Linked DNA regions of Pan troglodytes: region 1 is linked to region 2. A link is a contact called in public Hi-C data. All regions are on one chromosome and are shown on one strand. The core of a region is the stretch at or near the end of the contact, and the rest is flanking DNA. Distances in the headings are between cores, read along the strand shown.

Region 1 (3,638 bases), core at 621-3,120, 530 kb after region 2:
CCTGCACTCTCTCTCTCTCTCTTCCCCCTCCCCACCCACCTTGCCTTCTCACTCTTGCTCTTGTTCCAGCTCTCAAAATCTTGACATTGACATGTGCACAAACCCAGCCTAGCCCACTGGAGGATGAGAGACCCCATGGAGGAGAGCTTAGCAGTCTCAACTGAGGCCATCTTCGATCTGACTCTAACCAGCTAACCCTCAAATACATAAGGGAGTCACCAAGTTCAGCAGAGCCACTCACCTGTCACACTTGATTATAGATACACCAATGAGCTCAGTCAAGATCAGAAGAGCCCTCCAGCTGACCAGAGGTCTCATAAGCAATAGCAAATTCTAAATGTTTTAAAATCAGCAGTTCTCAAAGCATGGTCTGGGATCTGGGAACTCCTGGGGAGTCCCTGAGGCCCTAGTAGAGGATCTGCAAAGTCCAAACTCTTTTGCTAATACTACTAACATGTTATTTGCCTTGTTCACTCTCAAGAGTGTACAGTGGACTTTCCCATAGGTTATATGATGTGTAATAACATTATTGCTGTGATAGTTAATAGAATACATGTGTGTGCCTTCTTCATTCTAAAATTATCTGAGCTTTAATTTCCTATACAGTAAATATTGATAGATATAGCTGACCTAGCAAAAGTTCTTTGAGGTCCTTAATGACTTTACAAGTGTAAAAGTGTCCTGAGACCAAAAATGTTTGAGAACCACTGTAAAACCATTGAGTTTGGGGGTAATTTGTATAAGACTTCTATACAAATATAAGCATGTAATCAAAATGTTAATAGTAATCATCTCTGGATGATGGGATTATGGGAAATGTGTATAGGGATTTTTCCCTTTTTTATACTTTATCTGTATTTTCTAATTTTTTATAAGAAATGTTTTGCTTATATGAGAAATATAGCTTTAAGATAAAGTTGACTGATCTGTATAATCTTTAGAAAGAAGAGAGAAACCTCTCTTGCTCTATGGGAAGGTCGCTCCTGTGGGAAGGTCTTGGCAGAAGGAAATAAACATGTTGAAGGCCATTCTCTGTAGCCCTGGTCACCTCCATCCAGCGAAAGTAGCAAAGGGACCCTGAATTTCCACCTCCTCCACTTCTAGAGGGCAGTTTGGTCAGCTTTCTCTCGCTGTCCTCTTTTCAAATAAGAAAAGCAAGGACTCTAGTTCCCAATGTAAGGATCCACTCAGAGAAGCCCCCAAACAAGAAGTGAGCAAGAGCCATTTTCTATTCCTGCCTGTGAAGAACCTCTAGAAGTTGACTGCATTCCAGCAGCGGTTGCCTAGGGAACACCAGTGACAAAAAGGAGCCGTGAGGACACACTAAATAACTTTAGCAACTATTTGCATTTGGCAGATGTAGCCAGGGGCAGGGCCCTGCCTGGCTCCCTGTGGAAGCCGCAGGAGCCCCACAAGGAAGGGGGGGCCACTGGAACAGTCATAGGGGAGCAGGGAGGTGGGTGAAGAAGTGAGGGCTTTAACTCTTTCATTGCCCCTCCCCAAGCCTGCTGGGGCAAGGGTTTGTCCCAGAAGAGATCTCCTGGGCTTTGTGGAAACCCCAGAGAAAGTGCAGCCTCTTCTGGGAACTGGGTCCTCCCACACACCCACAGCCTACAGCCCCCCACCCACCCGCCATGCCCCCCAGGCTTGCTTCTGCTTCCGCCACCAGGGAAGGCAGGTGACAGGATGGGCTGTGAGCTCCAGGCCCAGCCTTGCTGTGGCAGCTAATTGGGATGGTTTTTACCTGCCAGGTGAAAAGTCTGCCTGGGGAGGGGCAGTCAGCTCTCTGTCAACCCTGCTTCCTCTCTGTCTGCCAGCTCTCATTAGGACTAAGCCAGTCCCATGGAGCCCCAAGAGGAGAAGCGGCCAATGAACCAAGCCATTCCTGCCTGTGGCCTGGAAATCAGAGCTGCTTCGAGCAAGCTCTGCGCGGGCTCTTTAAGGTGAGCCTCAGTGCCTGGGCTTCCCACTCTCTGGGTGGGATGGAGACAAGACCGAAAATAGAAAGCAGCAGAGGCCCAGACCAAGCCTGGCTTTTCTCACTGACCCCTTCAAAAAGTTCTGGTCAGATCAGATGATATCAGAAATGATTGGCGCCTTTATTTCCCCCCTTTGCTTCTAGTCCCCCACCCCCTTTCCAGTTTGACCACATCTGTAGGCTCTGTTGAAACGGAGCCAACATAAACAAAAACAAACTGAAACCCAGCAGCCAGCGAGGGCGGGATGTGCCACCCATCTGGGCAGGCCACGTGCAGGGCTGAGGACTGCCAAGGCACACCTCCTGCTGGTAAAAGGCGCCGTGTGGAGTAATTAACCTCCAGGGCTTGGTGAGTGAAAAGCACCACGTAACCATGCTGGGTAATTGAAGAGGAAGAGAGGAGCGCTCTCCCGAGTGAACATTAAAATGTGTGCAGCTTGCTCGACCCTCTCAAGCAGGATGGCAGTCGGTTGGCCATGCCCCATAATGAGGCTGTCATCATTTGTCTTCCAAATTGTTGCCCAATCAGAATGGCTTCGGGACCCTCCGGCTTCTATGTATGCATATGTATAAAGAGACTTCTTAAAGCCATGCAGGATTTGTTGTTTTATTTTTTAGTGAGAATGTCCAGAGCTGGCGAAAGCAGAAGAGAAATAAACACTCCGGTAGTCTGCTGGTGAGGATGACAACTGGTCGACATTTCTAGAGGCCAGTTCCGGCTCCAATACTGCTTGCGTGTATCTGTGAAAGAGACCCAGGCGCCATGAGGCTAGGAAGGCTGGGATTTCGCAGCTCTTTGCACTGAAACTGCTGTTTCCTTGCTGGTGTTGCTGGAGCTGAAAATCCACCATCCTCCAGAACCCCAAATCTCTCCTGGCACCAGCTCCCGGTGGCCAGCAAGTCCTATCATCAACTGGAAGAAATGAATGACATGCTCGCTGCATCACACTCACTTAGAGGGGTCACACAGCAAAGCTGCTTAAGCCCCTGAAGCATTTGAGTTTAGAGATGTCTCCCCTTCAGTTGACAGCTGTGACTTTCCAGAAAACACATATGCCACTGTGAGGTAGGGTAGTTTCTTGTATTCATTATACAGTACCCAGAGCTCCTCCCTGTGCTGTTTATGCTGTCAGACATCTTGTTTACCATGAAAGACACCATCCCCCATCATGGGGGTCCCCGAAACTGGACCACCATCCAAGCTATCTAAATTCATTAGTCCCAGTAGCATATGTCCAAACTCAAATGTGGATGAGTCAGGAGACTTCACTTCTTAGAGGCTGCAAATAGACAACCAGAAAAAGGATTCTCATCTAATTCTGTTCATCTGGTCATTCAAATTCTGGTTCCTACTCCACCCAAAACACCATTACATGAGCCTGAGAAATGACTGGATTACACAGACAAATACATTCTCAATGCATTCCTTGGGATTGTGGGATTAAGCTGATTTTCTGCCCTTCGCATCTTTCTTTGCAGTAAAGACTTTCTGCTCTTCCAAGTGATTTTGAGCCTATTATTTCACAAGCATAGCAGATTGTTTGCAAAAATGGCCAAAACTATTCCACCCTCTGTATCTGCAGTCAGCCTTTGCAATGTGACTTTGCTGCTTTTCCCATCAAAAGGTGAAATTTGTTTCTCCACTCCTTGAGTCTGGGCT
Region 2 (3,721 bases), core at 389-2,888:
CTAAGGTCTGCCAAAAGCACGCTTGTTATGACAGTATAATGCTCTCTTAGCATCCCATAACGAAAGTGAAAATGTTTTGAAAGAACGAAACTCACTCCATCTCCCCCACCCCCAACTTTTTTGGGTCTCCGGCAAAGAAAATGGCAGCAAGTGACAATTCTTATAGACGGGTGCTATAAGAACCCAAAAGGAAAAAAGAAATGAGCTTGTCTTAACCAAAAAAAAAAAAAATGAATATCACTTTTTTAAAACAAAATCTTGCAGTCATTTTATGCAAAGCCTTTTAAAACCAGATTTGTGTGTACCAAGCAAACTTCTCAGAACACTGTCACACATTTCTTCCTAACACTTAGCCAGAGTAGACACGGTTTCATCAAAATTTCCAAATGCTCTTGGGACAACTTTGAGGTGTCATCATTGGGCACCCACTGCAGGGCAGACACTAAGAAGGGGCTTTGCATTCATCCATCTATTCATTCATAACAATTTCTGGTGTTCTTACTAGGGACCAGGCACAGTTCTAGGTCCAAAATGTTCAAAAACAAAAATCCACTGCTCTTTTATCCTTAACTGAGGGGAGGTGTTGAGGAGCTGGGGAGACAGACTGAAAGTAAACAAATTCATATATAATAAAATCCAGCTGCATTAAGCATTAGGAAGAAAAAGAAGGCAGGGCAGGAGAATACAAAACGAGGGAGCAAGGTTTCTATTTTAGATACGGTAGTCAGGGGGTCTTTCTGAAAAGATAGCACCTGGGTTGTCCCCTGAGAAAGCCATAATTCACCCCCTTCCTGACAAGGTCAGCTGCTGCTCATTATTGAATCTCCAGCGCATAGCAGGTGTGTGGCTCCACTGTAGGTGTTCAGGAAATACCTGCCCAGTGGATGAGGAAGAATTGGAAGAGGAGTCCACGGCAGCAGCGGCCGGACACGGGGTGGGAGCGCCCGCCGTGCAGTAATCATTGCACCACCGCACACCTCCCAACGGATGGGCAACTTTTCCGAGCGCTGTCACAGCTGAGGTCGTGTCCTGAGCTCCCAGGCGCCCCGCGGGGTAAGCAGGACAGCCCTCTCCCTGCAGCAGGGACGCGGCCACCCCCAGCTCGCCTACCCTCTCCCACGGCCCTGCCAGCACGCCGCGTTCCGATCGGAAGGGAACAAGGGGTAAAAAGTGTTGCCGAAACTTTTCGGGCTGCGCTGTCCTCCCCCGGCCCGGAGGCGAGGACGCCGAACAGCCGCCCGGCGCGGCCCGAAGCTGGCTTCCGACCCGGCGGGGCGAGTCCCGGGGTGCGCAGGCGGACGCGCGGAGGGGCCGGGGTCTGTGCCACAGCGGAGCGGGGCCGGGGCGAGGGGCCGCGCCGAGACAAAGCGGCGGTGGCGGCAGGACCCGGGTCGGGGCCGTGCGCGGCGGGCCCCGCGCCCCCTCACCTGTCGAGCCAGAAGGTCCAGGACGAGTGCAGCGGGACCCCGCCCGGCTCAGGCTGCAGCGCCGACAGCTGCTGCAGGCCGAGCGGCGGCTCGGGGGCGGCGGCAGCGGCGGCGGCGCGGGACCCCGGCGGCTCCCGGGCCCCGGCGGGGGGCGCGGCGGCCGGGGGCAGCGCCATTTTCTCCGCCCCGCCTGCAAGGCCGGCGGACGCGCGGACCGCGGGGCGAGCGCGGCTGAGTCACCCCCGGCCCCCGCCCCGCCCCGCCCCGCGCGCCCCGCCCCGCCCCGGGCTAGCCGCCCGCCGCCCGCCGCCCGCCGCCCGCCGCCCGCCGCCCGCCGCCCGCCGCCCGCCGCCTTCAGGGCCTGGGAGCCGCGCGGAGGGGCCGTGGGAGGCACGGCCGGGCCGGGGCCGCCGAACAAAGACAGACCCACGGAGGGATGGGGGGCCGATCCCGCTCAGGCGCGGGCCCAGCGTGGGGGACTGACGGCCTGGCCTGGAGTGGCGGCCGGGGACGGGCTAGAGGGCCCACGGGGGTGAGAGGGACCGGGGAACGGTCTGCGGGCTGGCTCTGCAGCCATGCAAAAGGGCAGCGGGATGGAGCGGCAGGCTAGGGACAGATGGAGGGATGGATGAGACAGGGGATGGAGCCCCAGACCCACGTGGTGCGAGGGAAGGAGGGATGGACAGACATACCAGCAGTCAGAAGGACGGAGTGAAGGCTGGCAGATGGCTGGAGGAGAGAAGGAGGGATGGAGGGCAGATGGAAGCACAGTTGGGTGTGACAGATAAATGGAGAGGGGAACCGATGGCCAAATGGATAAAGAGACTCCAGTGCCCGCGAGTACAGAACAAAGGGCGAGACAGAAGAACGAACAAGAGAACCACCGACTGGGGCATGAGGTTGGAGCAGGTGGGCTTTGCATTCCTCTTGGTGAGAGCATACTTCCTAACTCCGCTGATTTGAAGGGGCCAGAGCCCCCATCCCAACCTCTGGAGCTACCATGTGACCACAGTGAGGGCCTCAAGCCTGGCTTAATGTGTGGCTAACTTCAGAGAACATTTCCCAAAATCAGCCAAAGTATCCAGATCTGCCCTAAAGCACTGGCGAGTGGGGAGGAGGAAAGCGGGCACCTGTGAACACAGAGCGCTCTGCTTCCTGTACCTCTGAGCACCCAGGAAGTCCCTTAGGCGGTGAGATTCCTGAGCCCAAAGTAGGAGGGGCCCTCCTAACACAGCCTCTCCCCAGGTCTCTGTCACTTTCTTTTTCAAAAGAAAAGCAAAGGCATGAGGCAAGTGAACACACATGTCACAACCAGCATGGACATCCTCTTTACACTTGAATTTCTAGATAGTTCCTCTCTGGCCTTGAACAGTGAAGGGCGTGGGATTCCATCTCCTCATTGACCTTCTACCTGGCCTAGCATGTGTTCTGTTCATGCCTTGAGCATTCGCTGGGATGGAAGAGCTACAAAACAAGATGAGTTCAGGGGCATCAACAGCATCATAGCAGACTGTCATGAATCCCAGAGTAGATGCCCTCCCTAAAAGGTAATCAAGGTCACATAAAGTGACAATAATAAAAACAAGACCGCTGCTTTAAACTTAACTTCTGTACAACATACAATGCTGGAAGCAATGACAGATTTTATAAAATCTGTCCAACACTAAAACAGGGGAGGGTGCTTTTGGTTAGATGCATTTATCTTGTTGCTTAATATCTCCTTTCATTTTTCCAAGAAGCGTGGTATATGGCATTGTTTAAACTGCTCTGAGCACTTTACCCTTAATAACTCATTTAATCCTTACAATAAGCCAGTGAGGAAGATACTATTAACCCATTTTACAGATGAGGAACAGAGATAAGATTAAGATAACCCCAAGGTCACAGAGCTAGTAAGTGGGACAGCTGGGATTTGAACATAGGTATTCAGACTCCAGAGTCTAGACTTTCAACTGCCAGACTCTCCTACCTCTCTACACAGAACACTAACAAGTCCACAAAGTAAAAACAAGCTGTGAATAGTAGGTCTCCCTCCCTCCCAAGACTATCAATCTTCATTCCCAGAGGAAACCACTGGCAACAGTTTCCTTCCAGAAAAATGCAAGTATGCACATGCAAGCATATATCTAGATTCATAAGTTATAAATCTATATCTTTTTTATAACCAAAATGGAAGCATTTAATACCAATGCTGTACCTTCTTATTTCACTTAACATTATATCCTTGAAGATTTTTCCATATCAAAACATATAGATGTACTTTATCTTAAGGGCTGCAAAGTAATTCATTGTAA

What was found. A called contact is a pair of places that touch in the nucleus more often than the background predicts.
Region 1: a contact with region 2 is called in a Hi-C map of stem cell-derived neural progenitor cells, with 3 times the contacts expected there. The contact joins the enhancer-like site here to the promoter of EIF4E3 in region 2.

What each region holds. Positions count from the first base shown.
Region 1 is chr2:76,248,056-76,251,693 of NHGRI_mPanTro3-v2.0_pri, forward strand. No RefSeq gene overlaps it. Among named protein-coding and RNA genes, the nearest start is that of RYBP, 190 kb to the right of the region's middle. Within about 2 kb of position 1,871, at least 10 of the 24 cell types and tissues checked have an H3K27ac peak or open chromatin away from gene starts, as enhancers often do. A contact at or near this core is called in stem cell-derived neural progenitor cells, where this site is marked.
Region 2 is chr2:75,717,228-75,720,948 of NHGRI_mPanTro3-v2.0_pri, forward strand. It overlaps EIF4E3 (eukaryotic translation initiation factor 4E family member 3), which reads right to left and starts at 1,639. Exons shown (of 7, transcript XM_016940113.4): 1 at 1,428-1,639. The coding sequence starts at 1,603.